3 separate regions of the Hordeum vulgare genome follow, and all the other regions are linked to region 2. Evidence: chromatin contacts called from public Hi-C data. All regions are on one chromosome and are shown on one strand. Each heading gives the region's core, a stretch centred on a gene start, on an enhancer-like site or on the middle of the called end of the contact. The rest is flanking DNA. Distances are from core to core; before and after follow the strand shown.

Region 1 (2,700 bases), core at 157-2,656, 780 kb before region 2:
GAGAAACTTTATGCAAACTTGTAAAAAGTATGTGGATTTGAAACAAATATGCAAATTTAAAAATAGTTCATGGATGTAAAAAAACTAGTCAGATTTGATAAAATTACACGAGCTTGAAACAAAATACGTGGATTTGAAAAAATTATGCAAATTTTAAAAATATGATCTGTAAAAAAAAACGCAAATTTGGATAGAGTATATGAATTTCAAGAACATCACGAAGTTGAAAAAGTTACATGAATTTGAGTCGGCACCCATCCAAACCAGGGCGAGTCGGCACCAAAACCGGTCAAAACCAAGACCTGGGACGAACCTTGTTCGGTTTCAGTAGTTAAGGATGCAAGTTGTCCGGTTTCAAAGTTGGGGGACGAAATCTAGACCCCGCCAAAAATTAAGGGACGGAAAATATTCTTTTTACAAATATATGTGATGTTTTGTGGGAGGATGGGATAAAGACAAAAAAGGAACATTCCTTATGTCCTTGTTGCAATCTCTGTCACTCCATTGATTATCCACAGTCTCTTGAGATGTGGACATATATAATCCCCTGTGTCCCGAGTCTTTTTCTGAAGTACTGAAATGACGGTCACTATACCGAGACCACAACCGCAAAGGTTCATGGATCATCGTCCTTTGGTATACGGTAGAACTTGGTCAGTATGTGTTTCTCTTCCACCCGTAAAGAAAAAAAGACCACCAGGACTGACCAAGTGATCCCGAGTTCTGATGCAAATTACCCCTCCTACGCGCCCTGCTTTGTGCACAAGGGTTTGTCCCGTGTGCCCAATTAAGGTATTTTATCAACGTTTCATGCAATTCGCCAAAGAGTCATGAAATTTGTGCCATGCCACACTTTCAGCATACTTCGTTTCTTTTAATTTATGGTTGCACTTGCACGCATTATTCATATGCAAAGGCTAGGGACTATTCTTCTTTTCTGAAAAAAGCTCTTTTTGTCTTAAAATATAAGACAACGTTTTTTAACACGACAAGGGGCGTCAATCAGCCCGCGGTTTTGTTGAGGTTTTCCCAGACCAACATATAGTATAGGTGAAGCCCGCGTCAACACCCCTATGAAACGCGGCCTAAATCGCGTTGTCGCATGCGTGCCAAGTCCATGCAAATGTACCACAGTACTGTACAACCAAGGATGGACCATACGCCCCTGCCACCACGCGGCCGTTGGACCATACGGGTTATTACCACCGCGTCGCTCGTCCCTGGCGCTTTAACGACCTGGGCTGGGCAGCTTCCGCGCACGGGCCGAGCACGCACGCACGCACGCCTGCCATTTCCCATGCCGAGAGACGTACGGCGAAGTCATCCACCCTCCGTCCACCCCTCCCCAACTCTTCCCGGTCCGCGTTATCCTCCACCAAAACCACGTGAAACTGACCGACTCCGCCTTCTTCGCTCGCTCTGCCGCTCTATATAACCTGCGAGCGCGCGCGCTTTCCTCCCGACTCACTCGGCTCGATCAAGCATACACACACACATATATATATACACACGTCCTCTCCTCCTCCTCGCCCGCTACAAACGACGACAGGCCCGGCCGGCGGTCGCAAGCGCGCGCAACGTTCGAACTCCGCGCGTGATCGGAGATCATGGGGTTCCCCCTGGTGTGCTACTGCGTGTTCATCCCGAAGCCGGTCATCGCCTTCTGCAAGCTCGTCGGCGCCGTCAGGGACGCCCTCATGCTGCTGCTCTCCCTCGTCGGCCTCTGCCGCTCCCCGCGCCGCTCCGTGGACGACGCCCCGCTGCCCGAGGAGGTCAAGGCGCGGCTCCCGGCCGTCGAGTTCTCTTGGCTGGCGCGTCCGGAGCAGCAGCAGCAGGGGTGCCACGACGGCGCGGCGGCGTGCATCGTGTGCCTGGAGAGGCTGGAGGCGGCGGACGAGGTGCGGCGGCTGGGCAACTGCGCGCACGCCTTCCACCGCGGCTGCATCGACGGGTGGATCGACCTCGGCCGGACCACGTGCCCGCTCTGCCGCTCCCACCTACTGCCGCGCGCGCGGAGGGCCAGCCCCAGCCTCCTCACGCGCGTTTGGTGAGCACCAACCGCGCGCCCGATCGTTAGCTCGGACGCCCCCACGTCTTTCCTTTTCCCAGCGCGGTGGCGGCCGGCAGCTGGGTCCGGGGAGGTGGCGCCGCAATGCTGCACGGAGATTCGCGATCTGGACCGGCTACATGTATATTTATTCTGGGGTCTATACATTATCTCAAAATTGAGATTATTTAGCTTTAGGGTTTGTATATATAGAGCACACCAATAGGTGCATACGCATAGGTTTCTATTCTCCTGGAGAACGATTAATTAGTCAAATATATATATATATATATCTTGTCGTGATTGGTTACTGTATCTCCAAGTGTCAACAGCTAGAAAACTCATGTAGTACTACCTGTTATTTTCTTGACATTGTTTGTTTTTAGGTTGCTTACCACATGGAGCATGTGGTATGTACCTCTTATTTATGACGTATACAATCCCAGTCGCGGGACTACGACGTACAGCTGTGTAACTCGTACTACTTGATGCTTCATAGGAAAATAAAATAAAATTGACGATTGTTAGCTGACTGAGTTTTGTTTTTGAGGGTTTCGTCTACTTCAATTTGCATTAGCCAATAAATGAGCGCGGGAGATTCTGGACACGAACATGTGCACATTCCGCAGCTTAATTAAGTCTACACAGTTCGG
Region 2 (2,700 bases), core at 150-2,649:
ACGGCGGCGTGGCCGACGCGTCGTTGCGGGTCACGATTGGCGGCAGCCACTTTGGCACCTGCCGACGGAGCGGCACTAGTATCTCGGAGAAGAGCTGCGTGCCCTGCTCGGGCCCGTTGAGGGAGACGAGGGACTGGGCGTCGACGGCGAAGGCGGCGGCGATGGAGGCGTAGGTGTCGCCCTGTTGCATGACGTAGGTGACGAGCGCGGTGGCGTTCTGGGCGGCGGTGGGGCACTGGCAGAAGATGGGGAACGTGACCATGTCGCCGACCTCGAGCTTGGTTGGCACCACTGTGGGGTTGACGCGCTCCACGGCCTGGTACTGCGTGAGGTTCTGCAGCTTGGTGACGGAGACGATCCAGAAGGTGTCGCCGGAGCTGATCTGGTACTGCGTGGGCGCGTAGGCGTTGGGCGATCCGGAGGGGCAGCCGCACTGGAGCGGCACGAGCAGCGGCTGCCCCGCGGCCGGCGCGGCCGAGGTGGACAGGTTGTTGGCGTGCGCGAGCATGAAGCGGCTGACGCCGAAGAGGTCGCCCGCCGCCGAGAGGTCGGGCGGCACCCCCGCGAGGCCCGCCCGGTACAGCGCGTAGGCCTGGCACGGGTAGGTGCCGTTGGCGGAGCAGTTGAAACCCTCCACGCTGGCCGGCGCCGGCGTGGCGCTCGCGTTCTGGGACCGCGCCGGGGCGGGGAGCGCGCACAGGCAGAGCAGCGTGGCCAGCAGCCGCCGCCGTCGCGTCAGGGGCGCCATGGCTTGTGCTGCGGACCGGAAGTGGAATGGACGGGGTTGGTGGTGGTGGTGGCTCGCGAGTGGCAGCTCGGAGGTGAAATACGCGGGAGGAGGACGATGGTGTTGAGCTGCTCCGGCGGCCGTTGTCGTGAGCGGCGGACTCGTGGTCAAGTGTGGGTGCGGTTGCGGCCGCCTGCCTCCGCTCGTCGGGTTCCGGGGCATCTTTCTCCAGCCGGTGCTTTGACTCTTGACTCGTGCAGGGCGTGTCGCGTTCTCGTGTGGTTCCTTCCTCCACTCCGGTCGCCGTCACGGTCAGATGTGGTTTGCTTTTCCAAGTTGCGCTCCGACTAGCAGCACGGTTTGCCCGCCGGACCCGGTCGATGCCTGTACGGGGTAAAGAAGAAACGTGTCACGTTGGTGCGAAGTCGATCTAACAAGAGTGAAAGAAGGGGCGGGACGCTGCCCAAGGATCAAAATTGCGACGGTATAAAATACTCTGCCGTGTGTTTGGGTAAAGAAAATCACGACCCTCTCCTGTTTGCCCGCACATCGTGCCATTGGCTTCTCGAACGTAAGAACGAGTCATGCACTGGTTTGGCACCTGGCTCTGTGATTACTATGGACGTGAGCTGTAGAAGTTACTGAATTATTCTAAAATATTGTTTTTTTAACAAATTCTGACTATAACCGAATTCGGATATTTTAAATTTATTTACGACATCATCGACCTCGCTTAGCACTCTTTGTTCTTCCCTTCGTTGAAATGCCTCCTCGTGCTATAGAGGGCTGAAGATATGCACCTGTAGGGTGAAGAGAACTTTTTGTTCACAACCAACCCGCAGATTTTTGTGAGCCTTATATTTTCATATAAATAGTTGGACGAAGTTACATGTCTGGATAAAATGACCTCTTCGTTTATGGCGTGAACGAAGTGTTCTTTTTTCCCCTTAACTGATTGCACCTTCATTTTCCCGTCCTTGTCGAAATGACAGTTTCCGCTTAATTTCTCCACCAACTCTTTCCCGCCAAACACATACCCTCGTCCTACCAAACAACCCCTTCCCCTTTTGCATGTTGTCTTCTATTCCCTTAGTTCTGAATTAAGTGACTTAACTTTGTATTAATTTTAGTATAAAATTAGTGTAAAGTTAAATCATTTATTTTAGGACAGACGAAATACATCTTTTCTTAGCTTTTTCAGCCATGTCTGGCCAAAACTCCTATGGGTTTACTCAAATGATATTTCATTTGTTTTTGTGCAATGCCGCAAGAATGCAGGGGACTATCAAGTGAGATGTGTGTTTTAAAGAATCAGTTAATAATTATTAACACATAGATATCTTCAACTTGGGGGGGGGGATACGACAGCGTGCTACATCATCGACGGGTGGCGAAAGCTAAAAGAAAGTAAGCGAAGAAGGTGATGATTTTATGCCAAGCATACGAGCTCAGAATAGAACCAAGGGTCCAAAGAGTAGTGGTAGCTCTAAGAAAGTGAAGGATGAAGGGTGATGATGGCGACTTCATACCAAAAAAACACGGTTAACAGGCCGGCCGAAAGAGAACCGTATGCGAAGGAGATGGTATGTGCCAATTGCGAAAATGCATATAACTAGCACAATAGACTACTCCTATAAAGGGCACTTTTGGGACGACCCATACACGGGGCGAGACGCTCCATGTTTTTTCTCATAACAAGTTTTTCCCATTTTCTGTATGTTTTATACATATTTAAAACAATTCATGAATTCAAAAAAGTTCCAAATTTTCAAAAATAATTGAGAATTTCGAAAACAAATGTTCAAGAAATCATACAATGTATGCATATCAAGAATTTGAAAAAATACTCAACAAATTGTTCGTGATTTTGAAAAACAAACTTCACATAACAAGAATTGTTCGGAATTTCTTTTCCAGGAAATCAAAATTATGTTCCTGAATTTAAAAAATATTCCTGAATTAGAAAAAGTACA
Region 3 (2,700 bases), core at 173-2,672, 880 kb after region 2:
AAGAGGGAGGTGGAGACAGAGAGGAATGTGCTTGGGTTGACAACGCGGAGAGGGCGGAAGAGGTTGTGGCTAGGGTTCGGGACGTCACCCGACTTAAATAGTCGGATTTTGGCCTTAGGCGGCAAGCCAGAGTGGCGCCACGCGACATTCACACCCCCACCGGAGGAGATGCCCGCCAGACTTTTGGGTTTCTGGACGATTTCGTGTGGTATCCGACAGCCAGTCCGACGTAATGGACGCGTCGGGCCTTCCCATATACGGCTCATATTTGAGCTGGATATGAGAGGTGGACGCGTCGGACCTTCCTATATCCGTTCCATATTTAAGCTGAATATGAGAGGTATCGGTTAGCCCGGTCGTTTGAGGCCCGCTTTGAGACAATCGTGTGGGTTGGTCTTTTCCGACCGGTTAGCGACTGGACCATCCGTATGGGCGTTTGAGACGGGTTCAGATTTTTTTTCATTTTCGATTTTAAAAGATATACTATGTAAAACACAATCTACTAATGTTAAATCTTTTATCCTCATATTGAAACAAAGAGTGAGAGGGATCTAGAATTCCAATCCTCGCTATTTGGAACCCATGCTCTAAACGAGGCTATCCAACGGGAAATTGAAATAAAATAAAGTTAAGCTGACATTTCTTCTGGTAGTGGCAGCAAGTAAACATTCTCCTACTGCCTCATGAGTTCTCATCGTTATCATGCTCATACTTCGTCGACGCAATGCACTACATCACGCCTTTTTTTTCTTTTTATCATTGGTTACGGCAAGATCAAAAGGAGGGAAAGTTTGCCTTGATTACATTATATTACTGCAGTAAGGATAAGATGGACTACCAAGTGGGGACTGAGGCTGGCCTGGGATTGATCCGTACCATTCATCTCACTCAGCAGCCAATGAACACAAGGCAAATAACACACTGATCCCGCACAATCCTCTCCGTACGATGAAAAGCAAGCGCGTGCTATATCGCCACATCGGCACGATGGTGAAACCCCCGGTATCCCTATCCGCGGACACGCGCACGCACGGTGCACCGAATCCTCAGCATCATCAGACGTATGATCAGAGAGAAAAGCATCCATGGTAGCATAGCCGTCGCGAACGCACCAACCAAACTTTTCACTGGCTCGCCTTTGACGCTCGCTCACTCAACTTCACGAACGAGCTCGGCGTGATGCCGGCGACCAGTAGCAGCAGCGGCTAGCAGGGTGGATCGCGACCCCGCGTGAGGGCGACGGGAGGGGCGCAAGCGCAAGTGGGCTGCCGCCCGCGCAGCGCAGCCACAAGCGCGGTGGCCCACGCGGCGGGGCCCGCGCACGCACACTCTCCCTGCCCCGCAACCCAAAACGCACGGCCAAAACCCCGCACGCCCCCCCAGCGGCGCCACCACCCACACACTCCCACCCAACCCGGCCCGGCGCCACACCGCGACGCGGCCACCACGCACGCAGGCGCAGCCGGGCGGACGGACGGACGCGGCCGCGCTACGGACAAAAGCCTCCCTCTCCTCTCCCCCCGGTCCAGCGAGCGAGAGACCGGCACCCAACGGGACCAGGCACGTCCGTGCGTTCCTCCTCATGGTCTCCACGAACCCGCCGCCGCCGCCGGCGCTGTCCGACGCGGCGGCGGGCGACGACGCCAGCAAGAAGGTGCGGAAGCCCTACACCATCACCAAGTCGCGCGAGAGCTGGACGGAGCAGGAGCACGACAAGTTCCTCGAGGCGCTGCAGCTGTAAGCAAGCGCTGAATTCTACAGTACACCACAGCTTTCTTGATTTCTTCCCTTCCCCCCTGTGATGTTTCTCCAGGCAATTCCATTCGCTCTTGGCTGAAAACTTCGCATGCCTTCCATGTTCCTGCGGTCTTTGGGCCAACGATTGGATATATTTTTTCTAGCCTTTTTTACGCGTTAGTTAGCTCGCGCTGCCTAAATTTTTGTGTCTGGTTTTTGCTGAGCTTGCTTGTTCGTTCAGTTGTGTAAAGTTTGATGACAGACTAACTTACCAATGTTCCGCTTGCAGCTGTGTTGCGTTTTTAAACCCATTTTTTTCTTCAGTTAAGAGCATAATTTTTGAAGCCATAAATATTTACTAGAATTTTGTAAGCATTCCTACAACTCAATTACCCAGAGTCTCATACGTTCACAGCACCATCATTTATACTAGGTCTTTTTCAGGATTTTTAGAAAAGGAGGCTAAGCCCCGGCCTCTGCATCGAGTGATGCATCAGCCATCTTTATTAAGGTCTTTTTCATGATGTATAGGTGAACAAGTACAATAGCGTTCAGGTGTACCGATAATGTGTTTTTTGCGCGATAGTTTGACAGTTACATTAGTTGAATTCACATATATGTGTTGAAGATTTGTTAGTCAATTATAAGATTTCATCTTAATGTGACATTAATGTGGAAAACCTGGATTCTTTCAGCTTTGATCGTGACTGGAAAAAGATAGAAGCTTTTGTTGGTTCGAAGACTGTCATCCAGGTATTTGGATTATAAACTGAAAAATCAAGTGAAATTATGCATCAATTTGCACCACAATTCCAACGTAGTGAAGCACCTTACTAATGGAGATGTCGGCTGCTTTGTAAGAAACCCAAGTCTCCTCGTTTTTCTGTGCAAACATTGCACAAGCACTTGGGATCGGTTTTTTCTGGCAATGGCTTCTCTGGTAAATCCATTTTCATTTTACAT

What was found. Hi-C and Micro-C count contacts between places; a contact is called where the count stands out from the background.
Region 1: a contact with region 2 is called in a Hi-C map of seedling, with 2.8 times the contacts expected there. The contact joins the promoter of LOC123403303 here to the promoter of LOC123404257 in region 2. A contact is called at or near these places in 2 of 6 Hi-C or Micro-C datasets (leaf and seedling).
Region 3: a Hi-C map of seedling shows a contact between it and region 2, with 5 times the contacts expected there. The contact joins the promoter of LOC123402347 here to the promoter of LOC123404257 in region 2. A contact is called at or near these places in 2 of 6 Hi-C or Micro-C datasets (leaf and seedling).

Annotation. Positions count from the first base shown.
Region 1 is chr6H:444,413,579-444,416,278 of MorexV3_pseudomolecules_assembly, reverse strand. It overlaps LOC123403303 (brassinosteroid-responsive RING protein 1-like), which reads left to right and starts at 1,406. Exons shown (of 1, transcript XM_045097253.1): 1 at 1,406-2,432. The coding sequence starts at 1,608. The coding sequence ends at 2,051.
Region 2 is chr6H:443,634,856-443,637,555 of MorexV3_pseudomolecules_assembly, reverse strand. LOC123404257 (serine/threonine receptor-like kinase NFP) reads right to left here and starts at 1,399. Exons shown (of 2, transcript XM_045098176.1): 1 at 1-1,399. The coding sequence starts at 949.
Region 3 is chr6H:442,754,759-442,757,458 of MorexV3_pseudomolecules_assembly, reverse strand. LOC123402347 (protein REVEILLE 6-like) reads left to right here and starts at 1,422. Exons shown (of 10, transcript XM_045096260.1): 1 at 1,422-1,737; 2 at 2,433-2,490. The coding sequence starts at 1,583.